Linked DNA regions of Mus musculus: all the other regions are linked to region 1. A link is a contact called in public promoter capture Hi-C data. All regions are on one chromosome and are shown on one strand. Each heading gives the region's core, a stretch centred on a gene start, on an enhancer-like site or on the middle of the called end of the contact. The rest is flanking DNA. Distances are from core to core; before and after follow the strand shown.

Region 1 (3,845 bases), core at 1,244-3,743:
GAGCTGGCAATTTCAGAAAGGGTGAGCCAGGAAGGCATTTTGAAGAAGATGAGGTTTGAGCTGCTGCTTAAGAAGGAACCAACTCAAAAGACCATGAAGCAGGAAAAGATTGGTGCACTTTCAGAATAGGAAGGAAGAGGGTGAGATGGAGGAGAGGAACATGACAGTGATGCACCACGCAGCGTGCAGAGATGGGTCCCATACTAAATGCAATTGGAAACCACTGATGGGTTTAAAAGCATGGAAATGACCTAATCTGAATTAAGATTTTATAAGATCACTCTAGCTCCCGAGTGTGGGATGGATGGTTAGACATCTGTTGCTATAGTCTAGACAAGAAATCAATGGTTGCATGAATTAGCAGAGAAGAGAGTGAAATAGATTAGAGATACGTTTTGGAAGCAGGGCTGACAAGGGCATGCAAGTGGATGAGAGGAAGGAGCCCACTCCCCATCTCACCATTGAATGGTGGGAAAGGATTAGGGTTTGGGTAACCGGAAGGTGGTAGAGCTGTTCTGAGAGATGAGAAAACTGGAAAGGAACAGATTTGTGAGGGTGGCAATCTTGAGCTGCCCATTAGACATGCAAGTTTTTACTGCACAGAGGCAGATGCAGAGCCAACCCTGGATAAACAAACTGGGTGGAATAGAAAGCTATGAGACTGGATTAGGAGCTTGGGAACATAACAACACAGTCAGCGGTTAGTGGACTGTAGGAGCCTACCAAAGGAAGCCAGAGAAAGCCCCACAGAAAACAGTTAAATTGGCTGTTAAAAGATGGGTGGGCGTCTGTCTGGAGAAGTAAAGGGACCTGGGAAATAGAATTAGTTGTAAGACATGCTCGAAACCTGGAATCCAGAGTTGGGATGTAGCTCATGTACAGCAGGTGCCTAGCAAGCACAAGGGTTCCACCAGGAAACACACAAATCCTTAGGGTCCTAGAGTCCAGTCACAGTGAGAGCCCATTGGTTCCATCCTGTAACCCTAGGTCCAGCACACAGTGTACACGTTCCATAAATATCTGCTAAATGAGTGGTTTGTTTAACAACTCACAAGTGGCTTGGTGAAGTTGGTTGTGGATGCATGGATAGTAAGTATCGAAAGAGGAAGTGCCAGTGTGGATCCCTCCCGCCCTAGCAATCACCAAGAGGGCAGCTGCTTGCAGAAGTAGGGGGAAGAGTCTTTTAATGATTTTCTTCCTGAGGGAGGGGCCCTTAAAGCTCTGCATTTTAGGGGACCTGTGAGAAAAATGAGGGGACTGAGAACGGAAGTCAAATGGAAGGCGGGGAGAACGAAGATGGGGAGACAGCTCAGAGGCTGTGTGGGTGACAAGGCCTGGGAAGAAACGTGTATCTGCAAGGAGTGATCTGGGCAGTATCGGGTACTTCCAGGAAGCCCTCGGTTTGTAACCAAGAAGCCCTTTAACTCCCTGCGAAGGAGCATGCCAATAATATCCAACAGCAAGTTTGCTTGTTAAACACTCTGGACCTTGGGGGTGGCTTTTGGTCTGGATTAAATTTTGCTTAAGAAATAGCTACTCCTTGAATATGTTGAATACACCCAGTTTTCTAAATAGTTGAGGAAACTTGGTGAGACAGGGAACCCAGAGATAGATAGACTGGGAGGAGGGGGTGGGGTGGGGCGATGAACCAAATTATGGAACGCGAGTTGTTTTGACCTGGCTGACCCGGCACCATGGACCCCCCAGGAGGATCAAGCAGCAGGTCCGAAGGCTGGGTTTTGACTGAGGAGGGCATGGTAGAGGGCAGATGACCAGGAAGGGTGAGTAGGACCGGGAGGGTGAAATAGGAAGCAGAAGCAGCCAAAGGAGTGGCAGGCTCCCAAATTGGCTCTCTCCACAACTAACCACTGCCCAGCCCTGGGGGCCTCCAGACAAGAGGGGCGGGGAGGTGTGGTGCAATAGGAGGGGTTTCTCTGTACAGCAGGAACCCCCAAAGCGAGATCATCCCTGGAACCGAACAGGAAAAACGGAACAGAAATTCAAACCTGGGAAGTCAGTAGCAGCGGTTAATCGAGAGGTTGCAGCTCAGGAGATAGCAGCCGCAGCCTAGGACAGTGGCTGGACATAACCCCCTTGCCCTAAGGTGGCCGCCTTCACTCCCCAAGGTGAGCGGGCGCAGAATGGGATGGTGCGTTGTCCTCTGAAACCCACAAGAATCGGGGAAGGAGGTCTCCTCCTGTCGCCCGCATCTTTGACCCTCTCCCCGCTTCAGGTCCCCGGAGCCACCTCGGAATCAGATCCCAGCCCGCGGACTCCGCCCCGGGACCCCTCCTCCTCCCGGGCCCAGCCGCCCGGTACCGTCTCCTGGGGAGATGGTCTCGATCTCCACGCCCATCACGGTCCCACAGGCCCCGCCTCCAAGGGGGTCCTCGCGGCTGCCCCGACCCCGGCTCCGCTCTGGCGCGGACCCCGCAGGCACTCCCGCTCGCCTTCTTGCCGCCACTGCAGAGCCGGAGGAGGTGCGGCTGGAGTCAGGACCTGCGCGGGGAGGGGCCGCCGGGAAGGGGGCGGCGGGGTGGAGCTGTGCGACAAGGTGGGGTCGGCCGGGGCGGAGCCCGAGGGAAGCGACCCTGACGTGGCTGCTCCGGATCCTGGCCAGACTAACCACCATTAACCCACTGGCTGAAAGGGGAGGCAGGGTGAGCGAGGCGTGCCGGCACTAGCACATCCACACATCTATCCACTCAGTGTATATTTATTTAGCACCTACAGGGTGCAAAGCCCCAGGGAGTCCACTCAATCCTACAGACTAGGAGAAAGTCGGTAATTAAACTAACTCTTTAAATACGTGTGCTCAGTGCCGTGGGGTTCAGAGTAAAACGGAAGCACCCGAGACTGATACCTACCCGGGTTAGGCTTCCCGAATCTATTGGAGCAGAGCCGGCGAAGGGAAGAAACCAATTATTGACGAATTTTCCTCAACCACCTTAAGACCACATTCATCATTCCTCAAAGTTTTACAGCAGGTATATGTATTGGAGGTCTCACCTTTCAAGGTAAAGGACTGCTCCCTGGGGATTCCAACTGAATTAAAGGAGGATCAGCTCTGTGCTGAAGATACAGCGACAGCCTGAATGGTGAATGCTATAGAAGGAATGAATGAATTCTTTTACCTCTACCCAAACCAAACCAGGATCTAAAAAGATACTTTTGTCCTTCCCCAATCCGAATTCCGCTTCCTTGGTCCTGGGACTTGAATCCAGGGAAGCCAGGGCCTGTTCACTCACGCTAAGCTAACAGAGGTTACGTCCATGGCCCCTAGGAAGATACATTGGGAGGAGAAAACATTTGCTTGAAGGCTGAAGGAGACTTTAAGAAATGCCCCCCACCCCCATCTTTTCTACACCCGTTGCACAGATCTGAATTTGTTTCTGACAAGAGCCAATGGGAGGTGAGTATGGGAGAAGGACCTATTTATTCAAAGGCCCAGAACTGGAACTTGACGCATTTTCCTCAGTTTCTCCATCTCCACTCTTCCAAGTGGCTAGCTCGCAGATACTAGCTTGCCAGGATACAAGGACTAAAGTTGGTGCTCAGAAAAGCTGGTTTACGGTACTGTGCACGTTAGGATCAGAAAAAAACCCGTGTGTGTGCCCTAGAGTCGTCAGGGCTTAAGGCAAACAAACAAACAAAAAAGCTTAAGACACCCCACCCTCCAACCCTGACCCTCACCCCCCTACTGGTTATGGCCTTGGGCAGGTACTTTGAGATCGGGGTAGAACAGATCTGCTACTTGGGCAGGCCTACGAGGCTGGCTTCAGGTAAACGGATGTATTTACATTTTGGGAGTGATATTTTATGGGATTTTTAAATGTGGAGTTCTT
Region 2 (3,426 bases), core at 917-3,416, 1.4 Mb before region 1:
GAGCAAGAAGCTTAGGAGCCCAGGTGGTAAACAAAACCCCATGCCCAGAGAACACCAACAATCCAAACATTGAGGAAAGGTTATCAATTTTTTTTTTCAAAAAAATCTAATTGTAGGCTGGGTGTGATGCTCCAACACTCAGGAGGCAGAGGCATGTGATCTCTGTGAGTCTGAGTCTAGCCTAGTCTTCATACAAAGTTCCAGAAAAGCTGGGGCTATAAAGAGAGACTCTGTTTTGTTTTGTTTTTGTTTCTGTTTGTTTTTTAGAGATAGGGTTTCTCTGTTTAGCCCTGGCAGCCCTGGAACTCACTCTGTAGACCAGGCTGGCCTCGGACTCAGAAATCCATCTGCCTCTGCCTCCCAAGTGCTGGAATTAAAAGGCGTGAGCCACCACTGCCCGGTGAGAGGCCTTTTAAAAAGCAAAAAAAGGAATCCACATTTATCACACAGACACACACACACACACTGTTGATGGTTCTTTTTTGAGACAGTGTCTGAAGGACAGCCTGGAACTTGCTCTGTAGCAGACCTTATGGATAACCCAAGCTTCTAATCTTCTTAGTGCTTAGATGACAAGGATGCACCATGACACAGAAAATATTTTGACAGAGAAAATATTGCCAATAGTAAGGAGTTCTATGAACTGCTGAAACCCATCTAGGGAGCGCCTACATTCTAGACAACAGGTTATCACTAGAGATGTGCCTTCATGGTGAAGGCCTGCAATCCCCGGTACTATGGAGGCTGAATAATTTGGATTGCAAGGTCAAAACTTGCCGAAGCTGGGGGCTGGAAAGATGGCTCAGCGGTTAAAAGCACAGACTGCTCTTCCAGAGGTCCTGAGTTCAATTCCCAGCAACCACATGGTGACTCACAACCATCTGTAATGAGATCTGATGCCCTCTTCTGGTGTGCATGAAGATAGAAATCCGTGTACACTTGCCTAAGCTACAGAACGAATTCAAGAACAGTCTGGATAATTTAGGGGGACGCTGCCTATGTAAAAACAACAGAATGGCTGGAGTACAGCTGAGTGGTAGAAGGCTTATGCTAGCCTGCAGGCTCAATCCCCAGTACCCATGGGAGGCGGAGAGCTTGCATTGAGCCACATCCCTAGCCGCTGTGCATTCTCCTCTATGTTGTTTACAAGAACAGATAATCAGAGATAAAATGTTCTGGATATTCAGGAGGGTGTTACTGACATTATGAAGAGTGAATAGTTTCTTGACTAGACATAGCTGAACCATTCAACAAATATTTAACGGATTCCTGATACATATAGGCTCTGTGCCAAGGGAGATAAAACATACTTCTTTGATGATACCAATCACATGTAAAAACACAATGCGATTTCTAAACTCCTTTTTAAAAAATATTTATTTTATGTATGAGTACACTGTAGCTGTCTTCACTGTAGCTGACACACCGGAAGAGGGCATCGGATCCCATGGTTGTGAGCCACCATGTGGTTGCTGAGAATTAAACTCAGAACCTCCGGAATAGTCAGTGCACTTATCCTCTGAGCCATAAACGTGGTTTCTGTTGGCCTAAAAAAGGTCTATTTACTTTGCGAGACAAGGCTTGGTAGCTAACAACTTAGTTTTTGGTATATTCACATCCTATACTAGAGAGTTGGTAAATCAATCTAACCTGTCTCATCTATTAATCAGATTAATAATAGACAAGAACTGCACGCGGTACGTCTTCAAAAAGATAAGCTTTGTAAAAAATGAACTTGAGGACAAGACGATGCATGCCTGTAATTACCAGTAATGGGAGACAGAAGTTCGGAGTTTAAGGTCCGCCTTACCTGAGCCTGTACCACAACAAAATAAAACATGCTGATTAAAACGGTAGTTGGCAAGATCACTTGATCGTCGGGCTCTTTAAGTTTCCAGAGCCACTCCTCAACACACGCTGCACGTAACCGCGCAATCAGCCTTTCCCGAAAGGAGCAGATTCTGTTTCCGCCAGAAGATCTTCCCGGCGGGTGTGACCGCCAGACATCCGACCCACAGACCATGGGCCGCCCTCCGTCGTGCGCAAGGGCTCGATGCGGAGACACCGGAAGTGCAGGGGCGTGGCTAACTGCTGCAGCCTGCCGGTCCGACGCCGAGGCTGGGGGCGCGCGCAAGTGCGCGCTCGTTCGCGCGGCCTGCAGCGTACAGTAGTGACGGCCGCGCGGCAGGGGTCACGTGACCACAGAAGCTGCTTGTACAGTAAGAACCCAATATGGCAGCGGCGGTAGCAGTGGCAGCGGCAGCAGGACCGGCCACCCCGTAGAGCCCCCTACCCCCGCCACTGCGCGCCTCCGCGGCCGCTTGCTCGCTGAGTTGCTTCTCGGGTCCGACTTCCCCTTTCTCCCACCTTTCCTGGCACCGCGGGAAAAGCAGTGCAGGGCGCAGCAGGCGAGGGAACGCAGCCGGAGCCGGGGCACGGAAGCCTCCCAGTCAGTCAGAACCGACATGAGGGAAAAGGGCCGTAGGAAGAAGGGCAGGACCTGGGCGGAGGCCGCCAAGACGGTAAGGAGGAGGGAGCAGAGAGAAAGGCTGGCAGGAGTTCGTTTTCTCGCCGGCCACCCGTCGCAAGGCAAGGGAGGTCACTTGGCCCCGCGACCGGGTTGAGGATCAGGAAAGCGCGCGCAGAGAGCGGCAGTTACGGGCGCGTTGGAGAGCCGTGAGGAGACCGAGGCGTCGGCGCGAGGAATCCGTCGCGCGACTGCGACTTCTCGCGGTGGCTACGACTGGACCTCCTCGGTGTTGTGAGGTTGCCTTTCGGGGTCATGTCGCTGTCGCCCCTACACTGTTACCCCTTGTCTCGGCCCTGTGTGTTGTGCTTGCCCAGTAACCGGTTCTTCTCCCTTGTGCGCCTCGGAGAGCCCCGATTGGATGCAGACAGGAGGCGGTTTGTGCGTGCTTCCAGCCCCGGAAAGGAGAGGGGAGCGCTTGAGCTCGGTGGCGTTCTCCTGTCGAGGCAGAGGTGCTGCCAGACCGGGGCCCCCGCTTATCTTGCTCCGGGAGCCAATGTGAGGTCACGAGGCTTTTGTGTTTGCTGTGAGAGCTGAAAGTGCAGGAGGTGTTTAGAAACGAAGTAACAGGTGGGACTCAGAATTTTTTTTTCTGTTTCCGTAGAGACCTACTCTGAGTAAGGCTGCAATGCATGGTGGGACGTGTAGTTTATTGGCTTTCTTTTTCTCCTTTCCTTTTTCCTTTCCTTTCCTTTCCTTTCCTTTTCTCTCCTCCCCTCCCCTCCTCTTTTCTTTTCTTTTCTTTTCTTTTCTTTTCTTTTCTTTTCTTTTCTTTTCTTTTCTTTTCTTTTCATTTCTTTTCTTCTTTTTTAAGTTAAAGTGAAAGTGGACCGGACCAATGAAGTTGTGATTAGTGCCCCTCACTCCAATTTTGTTATATGGAATTTAAAAGTCATTTA
Region 3 (3,781 bases), core at 1,195-3,694, 1.6 Mb before region 1:
GACTGGAACTCAGGCAGTCAGGAAGCAGAAGCTGATGCAGAGGCCATGGAGGGATGTTCTTTACTGGCTTGCTTCCCCTGGCTTGCTTAGCCTGATCTCTTATAGAACCAAGACTACCAGCCCAGAGATGGCCCCACCCACAAGGGGCCTTTCCCCCTTGATCACTAATTGAAAAAATGCCTTACAGTTGGATCTCATGGAGGCATTTCCTCAACTGAAGCTCCTTTCTCTGTGATCACTCCAGCTGTGTCAAGTTGACACAAAACTAGCCAGTACAAGGTCCTTCTTATCATAAATATTCACATCAATTGAGCAAAAATGTCTTGTTTTCTATGAATAAGCACAATTTTAATGTATTCTAATTTGTCTAATTACTAATACACCTGTACACTAAAAAAATACACTATTATTGTTACTAGCACAGAGTAGAACTCTCAGGCAGTCAAGATTAACTCTTTTCTGTGTTAAATCACTTTTCTTCCTGCTATAACACCTTGTACAGGTTTCTTCATAATGTGCTTATGAAAATACATCAAGATAATGAAATGCAGTGTATACAACTAAAGAACATACAATAAGATCCTTATTGCATTTAGAAATTCACATCAATTAAGTGAAAATGTCTTGTTTTCTTTGAATAAAAAGAGTTATAATGAATTCTAATGTGTCTAATTACTAGTACACCTGGTCACTACATCACAGATGGGATGGTCACTGCATCTCAGGTGGAATGGTCACTGCATCAAAGTTGGAATTGTCACTGCATCACAGGTGGGATAGTCACTGCATCACAGGTGGGATGGTAACTATATCTCAGGTGGCATGGTCATTGCATCCCAAGTGGGATGGTCAAAACATCTCAAGTGGGATGGTCACTGATTCTCTGGTAAGACTCACTACATCTCTCAGATGGGGTGGTCACTGCATCCCATGTGGGATGTTCACTGCATCTCAGGTAAGATGGTCACTGCATCTCAGGAGGGATGGATACTACATCTCAGGTGGGGTGGTCACTGCATCACAGGTGGGATTGTCATAGTATCTCACGTGAGATAGTCACAACATCTCAGGTGGCATGGTCACTGCATCTCAGGTGGGACAGTCACTGCATCACTAGTGGGATTGTCATCCCATCTCACTTGGGATGGTCACAACTTCACACGTGGGATAGTCACTGAATCTTAGGTGGATGGTCACTGCATTTCTGTTAAGACGACTCTCTACATCTCAGGTTGGATAGTCATTGCATCCCATGTGGGATTTTCACTGTATCTCAGGTAAGATGGTGACTTCATCTCAGGAGAGACGATCACATCTCAAGTGGTCACTTCATCTCAGGTGGGATGGTCACTACATCTCAGGTGGGATAGTCAACTGCATCACAGGTGGGATTATCATCCCATCTCACCTGGGATGGTCACTACATTTCAGATGGCATAGTCACTGCATCCTAGGTGGAATGGTTACAACATCTCAGGTGGCATGGACACTGCATCTCATGTAAGAATCACTCAGGTAGAATGTTCACTGCATCAAAGGTGAGATGGTCACTGCATCTCAGGTGGATGGTCACTGTATCTCAGGTAGGATAATCACTGTCAATACATCTCAAGTGGCATGCTCACTACATCTCATGTGGGATGGTCACTGCATCACAGTTGGGATCGTCACTGCATCTCAGGTGAGATGGTTACTGCATCTCAGGTAAGAGTCATTACATCTCCCTTGGGATGGTCACTGCATCACAGGTGAGATGGTTACTGCATCCGCTCCGGTTGGTGTCAAAGGATATGGATTTGCCTGCGGTGAAGCGGCCACGGTGAGGGGAGGCCGGGCATGCGGGCGCTTCGACCCGGTGACAGGGCAGCGTATTAATACGGTACGTTCCTGGGAGGTTAGACCCGGAGATGTACAGGTAGGAACTACACCTCCCAGCGTGCCTCCCAGTGAAACTCGGGGCTACTGTGGCGTCACTTCCTATGGCAAACAGGAAGTCATGCCTAAAGCAGGAAATAACTGCAACTCCCAGCATGCTTGAACCCTAACTTCCAGACAGGAAGTTCCTCCGTTCCAACAGGAAGTGAGTCCTTCTACCGCATTGTAAATCTCACGAGAACTCGGAGCGGCAGCGTGACATTGAAGACTTCCAGTTCCGGGTTCCGCTGATCAGAAGCGGACAAGCAAACAGCGGATGTGCAGTTCCTCTCTTCGCCGAACCCGGTTTTCCCTTTCGGAGCAGCGCGACCGATTTCCGGTTTCCCCGCCGCAACCACCGTTACCCCCCCCCCGCCCCAATCCCCGGCGACTCCAGCGACGTCACCGGTTCAGCTCCTGACCTTTCGGCGAACCGCAGAACCACAGGCGACCCGTTCGACGTCATCACTCCCCGCCCAGATGTCGCTGTGACATCACCCCGCACGTGCCTGCGCTGGCACCGCGTCGTCCTGGCGAGCGCCTCCTCGCGGCGGAAGGAGATCCTGGGGTTCGCTGTGCGAGACATGTCGGCGGGGTTTCACGTGAGTGACACTTGGTCCCCACGGGATTGACAGCGACTAGCGGAGTGGCATGTGGACGTAGCTTCAGGTGAGTGACCTGTTTTTTCCCAAGAGGCACTGACAGACAGGCCAGGGACGGAGCCTGAGCGAGGGCTGGGAGTGGCTGAGCGTGAGTGACAGGGGCCTGGGGCGGGGTCTTAACTAAGCTCCTGCAAGAGACATAGATTTGCATGGGGTCTAAGTTTCATTGCTGCTCGTTTGCATGAATTTGAGTGAATTTGAATGGCTGCTTGGTTTTGTTCTACCCAGGTTTATATAACCTCCCCTGACCTGTATAAATTAGCATATCGTGTACGTTGGGAATTTGCATACGCTCATGTGACATCAGTTTCGCATGATGAAAATTTGCATAAATTTGCATAATGACAGCTCCCCTGAGTAAATTTCCATAAACATAAACGATGTTATGGCTTTACTCTGCGTGTATTTGTCATGTAAATTTGCATGCATTTGCATAAAACTGCATGACGTTATGGCTTTTCCTGAGTTCAGATGATGTCACAGTTTCCCTCCTTGCCATTGACACGTGTCCAGATGATGTCATCACCCTGTGACACCCCCCCCCCCGCATTTGTATATATTGTATATATTCTCTTGACGTCCTGGCTGGGGGTGTGCCCAAGAGTGATTGAGTCATTGTGGGCAGGGCCTTGACGCGTGTCTGACCCCACCCATTCACCCCTTCCCCCCACCCCAGGGCCTGGCCTTCATGGTCGTCCATCCTGCCTTCCCCGAGATGCTGAGCAAGGCCACCTGGCCCTGCCTCCAGTACTTTGCCGCGAGGGGGGGGGGGCACAAAGGTCAGTGGGAAGGGGCCTCAGGGTAGCTACTTTCATCTTTTTAGGAAGATGGGCGTGGTCTGTTGGTGGCCATACCCACTGTAAGTGGCATCATGATTGCAGTTCTGAGTTTGGGAGAAGAGGGTGGGTTCTGGGGATGATGGAGCGGGGAAATGAGGTCACCACACCAACCACAAGTGATGTCACTTCCTGCTTTTTGGGAGCTTTATGGGCAAGACATCAGGATGGTGGGTGGGGCCAGGCCCACTGGAAGTGATGTCATTTTCAGGATTTCTGACTTGTGGGTGGGGCTTCTGTGAGGGGCTGCCAGGAAGTCTGGTATGATGTCACTTCCAGCTCCACCCGTCCCTCCCCCAGGAAGACCCAGAGACCTTGACCCTGTGGTGGTGTGTGGCCCTGCCCCTTCCACACCCATTGCAGGCCTCG

The links. Promoter capture Hi-C pulls out the DNA fragments that hold promoters and counts their contacts. Capture Hi-C pulls out chosen DNA fragments and counts their contacts.
Region 2: a contact with region 1 is called in a promoter capture Hi-C map of liver, with 7 times the contacts expected there. The contact joins the promoter of Asxl2 here to the promoter of Fkbp1b in region 1. A contact is called at or near these places in 6 of 39 promoter capture datasets (the C10 cell line, HPC-7-derived erythroid cells, cranial neural crest and 2 more), 3 of 484 Hi-C or Micro-C datasets (B cells, Th1 cells and double positive thymocytes), 3 of 115 datasets of contacts at active chromatin or transcription factors (bone marrow-derived macrophages, double positive thymocytes and pancreatic cancer cells) and 2 of 9 other capture datasets (adipose tissue and liver).
Region 3: a promoter capture Hi-C map of liver shows a contact between it and region 1, with 3 times the contacts expected there. The contact joins the promoter of Rab10os here to the promoter of Fkbp1b in region 1. A contact is called at or near these places in 1 of 39 promoter capture datasets (liver), 1 of 484 Hi-C or Micro-C datasets (CD4 T cells), 1 of 115 datasets of contacts at active chromatin or transcription factors (pancreatic cancer cells) and 2 of 9 other capture datasets (adipose tissue and liver).

What each region holds. Positions count from the first base shown.
Region 1 is chr12:4,839,080-4,842,924 of GRCm38.p6, forward strand. It overlaps Fkbp1b (FK506 binding protein 1b), which reads right to left and starts at 2,494. Exons shown (of 4, transcript NM_016863.4): 1 at 2,320-2,494. The coding sequence starts at 2,356. It also overlaps a transcript of Wdcp not described here.
Region 2 is chr12:3,424,691-3,428,116 of GRCm38.p6, forward strand. Asxl2 (additional sex combs like 2, transcriptional regulator) reads left to right here and starts at 2,167. Exons shown (of 13, transcript NM_001270988.1): 1 at 2,167-2,522. The coding sequence starts at 2,466. It overlaps 1110002L01Rik (RIKEN cDNA 1110002L01 gene), which reads right to left and starts at 2,057. Exons shown (of 3, transcript NR_030694.1): 1 at 1,811-2,057.
Region 3 is chr12:3,233,347-3,237,127 of GRCm38.p6, forward strand. Rab10os (RAB10, member RAS oncogene family, opposite strand) reads left to right here and starts at 2,445. Exons shown (of 7, transcript NR_015551.1): 1 at 2,445-2,583.